Linked DNA regions of Mus musculus: region 2 is linked to region 1. Evidence: chromatin contacts called from public Hi-C data. All regions are on one chromosome and are shown on one strand. The core of a region is the stretch at or near the end of the contact, and the rest is flanking DNA. Distances in the headings are between cores, read along the strand shown.

The links. A called contact is a pair of places that touch in the nucleus more often than the background predicts.
Region 2: a Hi-C map of cortical neurons shows a contact between it and region 1. The contact joins two enhancer-like sites. A contact is called at or near these places in 31 of 484 Hi-C or Micro-C datasets (the C2C12 cell line, the HPC-7 cell line, the N1E-115 cell line and 15 more), 6 of 115 datasets of contacts at active chromatin or transcription factors (embryonic basal ganglia, embryonic fibroblasts, embryonic stem cells and 1 more) and 3 of 9 other capture datasets (embryonic stem cells, embryonic tail and embryonic trunk).

Annotation. Positions count from the first base shown.
Region 1 is chr1:168,383,148-168,385,848 of GRCm38.p6, forward strand. All of the region lies in intron 2 of Pbx1 (pre B cell leukemia homeobox 1), which reads right to left. Gm51671 (a long non-coding RNA gene) reads left to right here. Exons shown (of 2, transcript XR_003948152.1): 2 at 1-2,701. Among named protein-coding and RNA genes, the nearest start is that of Gm51671, 38 kb to the left of the region's middle. Within about 2 kb of position 1,289, at least 83 of the 459 cell types and tissues checked have an H3K27ac peak or open chromatin away from gene starts, as enhancers often do. A contact at or near this core is called in cortical neurons, where this site is marked.
Region 2 is chr1:169,346,572-169,349,282 of GRCm38.p6, forward strand. No RefSeq gene overlaps it. Among named protein-coding and RNA genes, the nearest start is that of Gm34477, 17 kb to the right of the region's middle. Within about 2 kb of position 1,345, at least 9 of the 459 cell types and tissues checked have an H3K27ac peak or open chromatin away from gene starts, as enhancers often do. A contact at or near this core is called in cortical neurons, where this site is marked.

The DNA.
Region 1 (2,701 bases), core at 39-2,538:
TCCCCACTTCCTGTGGGGTATGTCACCCCAGGTTTTATTCTCCTAAGTAATTTTTATTCTGTGCCTCAAAGTAAAGGAATGTTTAACCCAAAAACAAGAAAGTCCAGGGGCATTTTTTTTTTTAATTTCTGGAGCAAGACTATTTTCCTAAGCAGACAACCAGAGAGGGAACGAAGAGGGTTATAAGCACACAGGGTTGAGATTTCTATATGAAAGACAGAAATGGAAGCCTGTTGCAAAGCTAGACAGACAGACCACCTCAGAAAGGGTCAAGTGGACCTCTTACCCACAACAATATTCCAAAGAAACAAAATTTTGAAAACTTAAAGACACGAAGTTTCCAAGTGACGGGCTGGGGCTATGATCAGGACCCAAGTGATAAAATGTGGTGTGTATTACAGAGTCAGGAGGGACAGACATGGACTGGCCAAAGGACAAAGAGTTGTTACAAATAATAATTTAAAAAAAAAATTGAACACACAAAAGGAGACGGGAAAGGATTTATGATGAGCGAAAGTTCAGAAAACAAAAAGCTAGACAATAGAAGCTAGCCTGACTGGAGATACAATTCATTGTCCTGGATACACATTTAATCTGAAGTTTCTCTTTTCTTTCTTCCCCATCTCTCAGCTCAAGCTTGAAGGAAAGAAGAGCATACAAACAGACCCTCCAGGGCCAAATGTGTACAGATACTTGTGGCCTGGGAGCCAGGCGGGTATGGTCCGCCAGCTAGTCTTGCTCAGGGGAGAGACCATTTTTGTGATCCTCAGGGCAGGCCTTGACTAAGGTCACAGGGGCTCAGCATGTCAGCTGGTTGTGGGTAGCTCTCCTGGTATTCAGCTTGCTTGTTTCCACCCAAGTATAACCCTAGCATCAGTCTGTCTACAAGGACCTTAACCTCTCAAAACAGCTCTCTCCACCCACCCCTCATGCCTCCTGGGCTTAATTCACCAAGCAATTAACAGAGCAGCCACACAGACCACTGGGTTCCTAGTTAACTGCAGCTTTTATGTTAACCCTACCACATCTTCTTTGGAACAAAACAGGGACCCCCTCAACTAAAGGATAGTGGCGCCCCATGGCCCAAGAGTACCAGTCTTCAAAAGGCTTTCCCACAGAGCCCTGGAACCAGCCCCTCCATGCTTCAAAGAAGACAAGGGAGCCCCCCCTCCCCCCAGACCACCCTCCAAGCTCAGAGCTTGCTTGTCCCTCACAATCCAGTCCCCTGAGTCTTTTTCTCTGTGGCTGGGAGCTTTCTTGGCGCCAGAGTGTGCTCATTAGAGAGGAGCAGGAAGGCAAGCAGAAGAGGAGGCAGCCACAGCCTTAATACCAAATCTCACAGACAAAGGGAGCTGTCCAGGGGAGCAAGGCTGGACCCTTGAACTTGGATCCAGGAATTTGTGCCAAGCCTCTGGTTCAAAGAGTTTCAGGAGTGGAAAGTGTCCGGTGGCTCTACCACCAGATTAGAAAGAAGCCTTTGCCCTGACCAACCATGAGCTGTCTTTCTCTGCTCTAAATGCTCAAAGGCCGGCTGATGTCTTTCCTTCCTTCTCCTTCACAGGATCTTCCAGCTGCTCACGATGTTTCCCTGAACAAACTGAGTGTCCAATGTGTGTCAGACACTGCGTTAGCTGTTAGGGTGTACCAAAACCAAATAGGGAGAGTCTCTGTGGCTTCCTTTTCCTGCCTGGCCCCAAACGCTCGCCAAGCCCAGTGAAGAGGCCATGGAGGGTCTCACGAAATCCACAAGATTCTCACTGATGTAACCAAAGAGCAGTCCCCAGACATTTGGACCTCAGGGAATCCAGGGCGCTGGAGGTGCGCGTGCGCAAGTGTGTGTGTGTGCGAGTGCGTGCGTGCATAGGTGCATGTATGTAAGCACTGAGAGAAATAATGTGTGGTAGAGGATGGCAAGACTCCAATGAGAGGGGAGAGGAGGCTGGCAGGACTTGTAAATAGTACTTTCAGAATTTGCATACCTAGAGTGGCTATTGGACAAACTGTCTGCAACCTATTCCCTAGGTGTTTGTGCCTATGGCTAATAGGAAGACAGACACTGATGCAATAGATAAACAAACAAACAAACAAACAAACAAACAAACAAAGAAGAGTAAGAAATATCTCCTAACTTTCTGGAGCATGGTAAATGGCAGGGAGTAGCCTTCACACTCTGAAAGATTGAATTTTTTTTTCTCCTCTCTCAGAGGGTCAAGAAGCAAAAGCCAACGGTAAGAGATGCCTGGTGACCAGTCTGACACCTTGGGCCCTAAATTTATTTTCTCATTAATAAATGCGGTGGGGGCAGGGTGTTGTTGGAAGCAATGTCTGTCTGCTTTATATCAACTCTTTTCTCCTCTTTTTTGGGGGGTGGGGGTGGGGATTTTTTCCCCCTGCTCTAGACAGTGGCTGTCCGCGAGGAGACCAAGAGCAGATGTTTCATATTTCAGGAAAGAGCACTCTCCCCTAATTCCTGAAAGATTCCTGAAATTCCTATACTTAACAAAAATTAGCTACAGAGAAAAAAAAATAATTGTGAATTAGGAGCCTACAGTGCCTCTGGGAGCCGATGGCTTCTGTCATCCCCCCCCCCAAGCTTTCGCCGCCGAGGCAGATCTCTCTGCCTGCCGCCCAGTGGGCTCCATGGAAAAAAAACCCAGTGTAGGCAGGCAGCTCTTGCAGCTACCGGGGAGTTTCACCATAT
Region 2 (2,711 bases), core at 95-2,594, 960 kb after region 1:
AGCCCTCTACAAGTTGGTTCTATGCTAACTTCAGGTATTAAGTGTCAGAACTGAGTTGAGCCCTAGGACATCCTGTTGGTCTTGTGGTATCAGCAGAGAACTAATAGGGGAGACCACCACACATTTATTTTAAGTATTATAAGAAAAAGAACAGGACTTTCCTCTACCCTCTCAGACCAAGCTTGTGCAGAGCAAACTTAGCATTAAATACCAATCTAGGAAGTAGAAGTTATAGAACGAATTGATTCCACAATGTGGAAAGGTAATTGCAAGACTGAAACACTTTCTGATTCTGTGGATAAGAGCGCCAGTCTTTCTCAGTGCCACTGTATACCTTGTTGAAGCTCAAGGCAGATCTCATCTCTTAGCCAAGCATCCAGACCTTCAGCTCAGAGCAACCACTCCTTGTTCTTCCATTAAGATGCATATGTGATGATATTTCTACCCAGAGTGTTTCCCTTTTCTAAAAAGTACAGACTCCTACTCATCCTGCAAAACAAAGACCATATGTTATCTCAACTTCTTCTTCAAAACTCTGTTAGCATTTTTAAAATACTGTGTAAAATGTTCCATTGCCTCCACAGTAGGACATGCCTGTCTCTCCCACTAAAGCCTGGACTGTAAACAGCTGGAAGAAACTAGGCATGAATTATTCAGCTCTGTATCCTTTCATGCAACACAAAAACCAAGCCCACAGGAAATGTTCTATGCAAGTCTAAGGAAAGGAGTGTGTGGTGACCTCTCTGCTTTTAGCCCATCAACTTTACCTTGAAGTCTGGCCATGTCAGAATAGAGAACAAGAAAGAAATCTCATCCCCAGCTGTGCTGAGTTCTACAGGACATGAGGAAACTCTGAACAAATTCATTTTGACCTTTCCTGGCTCATAGAACAGAAAGCAATAACGTCAACCTTAGCTGTCACAAAGTCGCCCCTCTCCAAAGTCACCTGCTGCTACCTCTCAAGGTTCTGTGCCTGCTACCTTCTCCTACCTCTCCATGTTAGCACCTTTGGAAGCTCAACCAGTCATTATCCACAGACCTCCTCATGAAAGATTTGTGCTCTCTGGCATGGCTGATGGAATTCAATCCATGCTTTCTTAGAATCCTAGAGAAAAATGTGTTCTACAAGAGAACCAATATAGAGAAAGCTTGGAACATTCATGAAAATCTGATGAAGTGATGGGTCTCTGCCCTACATTTGGGTCTGTCCTCACTGTTGCACAGCTCCCAGCCTGCAAACCCTCTTTTGGGTTTTGTATTTTGAGAGTAAAGCCATTTATGCACCAATTTTCAGAAGGGGTGGTTAAGTGGTCGCCCTGAACACAGATATTATCTCACCTAACTTGCTATGTAGCAGTGACATCTACTGGGGAACATTGTCACTTCAGGGCTCCTGTTTTTATATTGGACTTAGTAACTTCAAAATGTTCACTCAATTTATCTTCGTAGCAACCTTATGAGGTGGTTAATGTTATGATGTGCAGTTATTACATGATGATGCTGAGACTCAGAGCAACTCAGTAACTGGCCTGGTGTCACATAGCAAATGTAGGGCAAAGCTGGGATTTGAACCCAGAGGAGGGTGACTTTAGCGCCTGTTCTTAGCTATCAGCACTTGTTACCTCTTGGACCATACATCCTCTTCCCGTCAAATACACCCATTACACAGCATCTTCCCTGCTGCTTTTAACTCGGATTAGATATGTACTGTTTCTACCAATAAATCCTGCTCTGGTGATCACACCCATGTACGTCACTTCCTCTTTGTCATCCTAGTACCTAGCTCACTTATGAAAGACAATAGGTGTGCCAGAGATAGTATGGAATACATTGTGCATGAGTGAATGTCATTAATAACCAAAACCCAGTGTGTGCAGGTTTCAGACACGATATGTGGAGGCAGAACCATGGGAAAGAAGCAGCTGCTTCCTTGGAATGGTCACCTTTCACACAGAGTCATCAGAAAGTATATACACAAGACTGTAGTAAACTACATGTCAATCAAGGAAGCCATTAGAAGATCCTCACAGGTCTTAGGGTAGAGTCCACATTCTCTAACTTGGAACAAAAGATTCTATAGCAGTTGGGCTCCTACTGACCTCACTTTCCTCCTCAGCACCATAGCATTTTGTACCTCTGGCTCCAGAGTTGCTGTGGTTTTCCCAAGAAATCCTCTTCACACACCTGCTGACTCTGGCATGTCCTCTCATGGGAAACTCTTATTTGGCAGAATATAGCCCTTTCTACTTTGCCTGAGAGATCTCCACTTCTCAAGAATTGGATATCAGCTCCCCTGGAACCTTCCAGAGGAACCTTCCAGAACCTTCCAGAGGAAGGTTCCATCAATACTGAGAGTCTCAGCCTTTACCCAGCAGTACGGAGGATAGAAGACATGCTACAAGTTTCAGTTAGCCTATAGCCAAGGCTGAAGCCCAGGTTGGCGATTTAGTAGATAGGTGAGCCATGAAGTTTAATTATCATTCTGAATTTCAGAATTCCTCACTCATTTTCAAACTTTGGAAAATTAGAGGTGGTGCCTACTGCATGCTGAGGTAAACACTAATTGAACAGCTAAGGTAATGTGTTTGAAACAGTTCACAGTAAAAGGTGGAAAGTGTTGGCTGCTGTTTTGTTGTTCTAACTATTTAGTCGTCTCTCTTCCCACAGTCAGTAAGTTGCTCAGCCAAAGACTGTTTTAAGAGCTGGAGAGA